Regions from separate parts of the Anas platyrhynchos genome. Here region 2 is linked to region 1. Evidence: chromatin contacts called from public Hi-C data. All regions are on one chromosome and are shown on one strand. The core of a region is the stretch at or near the end of the contact, and the rest is flanking DNA. Distances in the headings are between cores, read along the strand shown.

What was found. Hi-C and Micro-C count contacts between places; a contact is called where the count stands out from the background.
Region 2: a contact with region 1 is called in a Hi-C map of skeletal muscle, with 2.1 times the contacts expected there. The contact joins two enhancer-like sites. A contact is called at or near these places in 2 of 8 Hi-C or Micro-C datasets (skeletal muscle and subcutaneous adipose tissue).

Annotation. Positions count from the first base shown.
Region 1 is chr3:52,718,883-52,721,831 of IASCAAS_PekinDuck_T2T, forward strand. The region is part of intron 1 of LOC101789803 (SAM and SH3 domain-containing protein 1); the gene reads left to right. Among named protein-coding and RNA genes, the nearest start is that of UST, 230 kb to the right of the region's middle. Within about 2 kb of position 1,474, at least 1 of the 8 cell types and tissues checked has an H3K27ac peak or open chromatin away from gene starts, as enhancers often do. A contact at or near this core is called in subcutaneous adipose tissue, where this site is marked.
Region 2 is chr3:52,843,409-52,846,267 of IASCAAS_PekinDuck_T2T, forward strand. The region is part of intron 4 of LOC101789803 (SAM and SH3 domain-containing protein 1); the gene reads left to right. Among named protein-coding and RNA genes, the nearest start is that of UST, 100 kb to the right of the region's middle. Within about 2 kb of position 1,488, at least 4 of the 8 cell types and tissues checked have an H3K27ac peak or open chromatin away from gene starts, as enhancers often do. A contact at or near this core is called in subcutaneous adipose tissue, where this site is marked.

The DNA.
Region 1 (2,949 bases), core at 224-2,723:
TTGGGGGGCTATTCCCTGGGCATATTCTTGCTGTCACACAATAATCTAGCAGTGCTCATTAGCTAAAAAGAATTGCAAGTGTCCTGCGGTTGACACTTTGTCCCCCATGAAGCTTTGCTGGTAAATAAAACCCTTTGGATTTCATCCCACTTAGGAGTGCCCTGAAAGGGGGCTGTGAATGCAAGTGACCATGCTTTCTAACAGTGTCACGGTGGAGCCTTCTCATTGAAAAGCCTTAAAATTAAGCTAGATTAATTGCTCGATATATAACAATTTCTATAATTTACATTTTGGTGTTTTTTTTTTTAATGTATCTGTAAGTACTCCTGTGTCACTGGGGTTTTTCATGTCAGGGCTACAGACACCATAGAAACAAAAGGGCTGAAAGGAACTTTCTGGCACAGTTGGGTTGGCAGCCCCAAAAACCTCACTGCTTCGATGGTTACAAACAACAACCCTTCAATTTGGATGCCTTTGTGGTCGCCTTACACAGAGATGTTTTTAACTGGAATAGTTTTCTTCCGTCTGCTTGATGCGAGCAGCTCTCCATCTCAGACTTTGCTTTAGTGGGGCGAACAGTTTCTGCTCATCTCCCCACGTGTGACGAATACTCTGCTGCACGATTACACTGGGTCTTACGGTTCCTCTTCCACAACTGTGCAGTGACCAGAGGGGTTTGGAGGAAGGAAACCCAACTGCTGCCCTGCAGAAGCAAACATGCACTTACGGCTGACAAGAACGGGCTAGCTCCACGTTTGGAAAAAGTGGGGCTCTGAGTAGACGCAAGTCACATCCCTTTGTTGTAGAGCCCGAGTGATTCCGCTTATAGTTAATGAAAATCTCCTTTGTAAACCCGCGGGCTGTGGTGCGGCTCCGGGCAGCTGCGGTTCCATAATTCATGTGCTGAGTCAGCTCCTCCCGATGCGAGTGAAGGAGTTACCGGGGAACGTGCTCCTCGGTGTGAATTTCATCTCGCTTGCCAGAGATAAATGGGATTACCAGAAATATTTGTATGGAAGGCCATAAGCACAGCCTTAATCTACATTGGGGCTAAGGGAAAGAGCTTCTAATGTATTCGTAACTGAAAAGCGGTGATAGGTACTGTCTCCTGCCCCATTTCTGCTTCGCTGGGAGAGACAAATTGCTTCGGCTTTCTTGGATCAATGCAGCTCTGCCCGGGTTAAACTTGAAGCTGCACGAAGAGAAATCAATATAAAAAAATATGACAACAAAAATGGCAGATGGGAAAAATTGCTCTGTATAAACTAAGCCTACGGTTTCTCATGGCCTTTGCCTGCCAAAGCTATTCCATGAGCAGTAACAATGGATTGCATAAACAAATTTCAGGGATTGATGGAATTTGATTTCACGCTTTGTTCTTTCTAGCTGTCCGCGACGTTAAGCAGGGAATCCATTTCAGTACCCACTATGCAAAAGTCTGGAAACAGCTGGGATTATTTACTGCTAGGCTGCTGCCTAGGGATAGCTGGGCTTGTTGGCAGCTCCGCATTACAGCAATCAGTGTCAAGAAATCTCCTAGTGGATAAAATTGCTTTGCTGACCTGTGACATGATTTGGTGCCATTAATACCAGATGTTGAAGCCTCTGCTCCTCCTCCGGTCCTGCCCTCAGTCCACACTGCACTGAGATGCAAATTTGCTCTTGAAAGCTGTCCCTGCTTCCGAAGCATGGGGCTTCATATGTAGAGGAAAGCTGCTGTGTTGGCTAAACTGAGGGAAGATCCCGAAGAACTATTTCTTGGTGTTGGCTTCGTAAAAGCAAAAAGCATACGGCAATGCTGGCCAAACGCAAAGATTAAATTTACACCCATTCCTTTCTGCTGCCCCCTGCCTTTGGAAAGCTGTGGAAATAAATCACGGAGGGTCTGCGCTGTGCTATCAGCCTTGCTAGCTGCTGAAATTGAGTCTCTCCTGCACAGGGGCAGTCTTGCATGCTAAAATTGCTTCGCTTTGGGACGTCACAGGCGCCTGCGTTTTGGCTTGGGACCAACGAGCTGGAATTTAAGACAGTCATCGCTCGAATCCCCTGCACTTGCTTTAACCTAGCAAGTTAGAGCGAGAGACTGCATTTGGACAGCATCCCAGTGAGACAGTGAGGAAGATACGGAACCAGTTAATATCAGAGACCTGTGCCTTCGTGTGCATCCCAGTGTCCTGCAGGTGCTGGAGCAAACCTCTCAGAAGCCTCCCCTTGGCTCAGTGGTTTGCTCACAGCCCCTAAAAGTGCTTAAGCAATAACCTTGCGAAAGCACGTCCATGAACACCAGGCAAGCAGCTCCAGCAGCGATCCTGCATGCATGTTGCTGCCTGGCATGCCAGAAAAGGTTGAGCAAGGGATGAGGTAAGAGGGAATTTGGGGAGCCCTTCCTTCCATCCTACTCAAAAGCAAAGAGGATGGTCCTGCTCCTTCTGCCTCGTGTCTGTAAGTGATTTGCTTTCCTGCGTTTTCACAGACTGATGTCTCAAAAGCTCATTTTGTTGGAAAATAACAGTGTAGGGGTAACAAGACAGTGCAACAGCAGAACCTTACAAGAGAAGAGCTCTTTAAAGTGCAAATCCTCTGTCTCCCTCCTTTCCCCTGCGGAAGACAGAACGACAGCGGGGCTCTGCGATCCTGGGGGAGCCTCGGGCCCTGCTATACCGTAGGAAGAGCGTTTTGGGACATGTCCCCTGGCATGGCTGTGACTTGGTGCCTCGGGGGCACCGTGCTGCCAGTCAGTGCCCCGAGCAGCAGCCCTGGCGGGTTGGAAGCTCAGCACAAGTGGCAGGGTTCGCATGACCTGCTTTATGGTGGGTGTTTGGGGTTTTCAGTGTGCACCAACTATCAGCCTAGGCTAATTCCTGCAACACAAATTGCACTTCAAAGCGCCGTTGATCTCATCATCCCTGCAATTTTGTTCCTTTTATTGTCAGTTTTATCTGAGAAAGC
Region 2 (2,859 bases), core at 238-2,737, 120 kb after region 1:
CTTCCTAGCCATATAATATTCAGCAAATAATGGAAGGCATGGAATGAGGTGTTTATAGTTGTTTTCGTTTTTTTTTTTTTCTCTCTTACTAATTAATTTCATTTCCCTTTGCCCTTTCCAAAATTTCCTTCTTTTAAACGGCAGTCACAGCATCAGTTGGGGTGCTGGTGTAACTTTGCAGACTCTCAGTCTGCCTCCAGCAAAGTGGCAGCAGCATCTCTATCCGTGACATTTCATTTTAAACAGAAATCTCCCCAGAACTGCAAGTGCTGCAATTAGACACCCTGACTTCTGATTTGCCAGAAGAATAATCACTGTAGCAAATAGGCAGTAAGTGTGTTCTTCGTAGTTACTATTCCCTCTTTGTCCCCATAGCATGTTGATCTGGGGATGTGTTTGTATATACAATCCCTATTATTTCAAAGTGATGGCAACACCCCAAGGATGTTTACCCAGGCAGGGGACTGAGCAGGGTTTTCTCATAATTGTAAACAGAGCATTTAAAACAATGTAATTCAACTTTTAGCCTGTTCCATTTTTGAGTATTCAGGCCTACATGACAAACTGATGAGCTCTGCATGTTTGCCAGGAAATCCAGGTTAAACCCAGTCCCCTGAAGTCAGGCTTCTGCATCCTGACTCTCATCCTGTTTTCAGAAGAACTGGGGATGTTGCAGAGGGGAAGTTGTGTATTTTCCCTCTTGGGAAATAGATCTGCTTGCTCTCACTGCTCACTCCAGCAGCCTCTGGGCAAATTTCAAACATGGTGCATCAGAGAACTGCCCGGAAAGAGAGAAAAGTGGGTGAGAGACCCAAGAGCACTATATACAGGCAGGATGAGGTACAGTCTCTCACTCCTGTGCACTCATTCTTTTTATTTGCAGCTGCTAGAGAAAGGAAGGACACAAAATAATGCATGGGGCAATGCTTGTGGCATTTCACAGGCATTCTTACCACCTTTGCGTGCCAGTGAATGTTATCAATTGACAACTTCTGCATGAGTCACCATCTCTTTCTAGATCTGTACCACTCAAGAACACTGCTGACCAAGTAAATGGTCATACTTCATATCGAGTGCCATGTTTTGTCTAGCTATACTTCTCAGCCTGCAGCTCAGTACATTTTAAATGTTTTCTGCCCAATGATCCTGAATACTGAAATCCCAGACTCTGCCAGAGCAGGAAGCTGAGCAGAAACAGCCTCACGGAGCAGAAGATGCTGGCAAGCAGCTCACACGTATGGGGCAGCATTGCTCGGGGGCTTTGCATTCCAGCACAGGGGAGCTGCTGTCCCTCTGGCAGCTGCGTGCTCAGCTCCTGGCTTCAGCTGCTCTGCAGAGTGAGTATCTTTGTCGTGTGCTCCGCATGTACAGGGTGCACGTCTCAAACCGAGCTTCTCCCATGTTGAGTGGATGCAGTTTGGCCGGCTCCTTGGTTACTTGTTGTGGATGTCAGAGGAGGAGTTGCAGGCTGCTCAGTAGTTGGGGTTTTCTCTGAGGCTGTTAGCAGCCAGCCAGTGAAGCCACAACAGAAGTGGTTATCTGCATGTTGTCGGCCCTGTAGGAGGAACTATTGACTGAATCTGTTCTTAAGGATTTTCTGCAGTGGACGTGCCATAGTAACACCGGTCACACTCCTGCGGAATAAGCTTGAACTCCGCATCAGCCCGAGGCTGGGAGAGTGCCTGCAGTTTTGTGTCCCCATGTTCAGCAGTGTTTGCTGCTGAAAACAGCAGTCTTTAAAAACAGCTTTCATTTTGCAGCAGAGTTCATGCAAGCCTAAATTCTGCCCCCTTTGGTACACTAATCTACTGGCCTTTGCCAGTAGTTTTTAACGCTAGATTTCCTAATCCTCTTCCCCTACTGCATCCAAACTAGAGGTCAAGCTCTGAAAGCAGGAGGTTATTAAATCATCACTCCAGGTCATGGATGGGGGGGCTTAAATTCTGTCATATTTGATTCTGGCAACTTGACAGGGTGCCCGAATTAACTTTGGCAGATATTTGAAAGCTCTTCTGCAAAGAAACAGGAGTCCTCTGCCAGAGGACGTGAGGCAAGGAGAGGGCAGAAACTGAGGAGAACAAAGCAGAAAACAAACAAAACCCTAAAGTGAGGATGCCAAAGGCTGCACTTAATTACTGACGGAATAAATTGTTCCTTTTGGGTAGGTTAAAAATGGAAAGGAGTGTTGGAAGGAAAAAAAGGAAGAAGTAAAAGCTTGCCGTACTGGAGATGTCCTCATTTAAGATGCATTTCTTTATACCCTGTGCTTGCAGGAATCAAAAAGAAGCAGTGAATGTGTACGGCCCCGTTGTCACTTGTTTGAGGCCTGATTTAGTCAAAGCCAAATTATTCATGCTGCCTTTAAACAGCCTCCTCCAGAGAAGTAGGGCAGGAAACTCCCACAATAACCCTCACAATGGGAGCGAGAGGCCAGCCAAGCACCGCCTGGGACACGTGAGGAGGGGGACCAGTGCTCCTCGGAGCCGAGCCGCTGGCAGGAGCTTTCTGTCCTGGAAGTTGGGTGCTGGGCAGCGTGAAGGCCGCCTTTCACGAGGAAGCCAAACTGCGAGCAGTGCACGCAGTGCGTCACCTTGGCTGCCTCATGCTTGGCCGTGGACGAGCTTTGGGCTGACAGCGATCTGCCCCTGCCTCAGCCCCGTAGGCCGCCTGGGCGATGTGCGACGCAGCCCCGCCACCGGCTTCCATGTTGGGTGCCCACGGGCAGCTCGGTGGCTCCACCGTGGTCGTGGTGGGGGACACGCACACACAGCCACACGCAGCCCCATGTTTGTTTCCACTGAGAAAGTTTTGACCTGCTTAAAGAGCCATTGCTATGGAAACCTAATGAGAAGATAATTG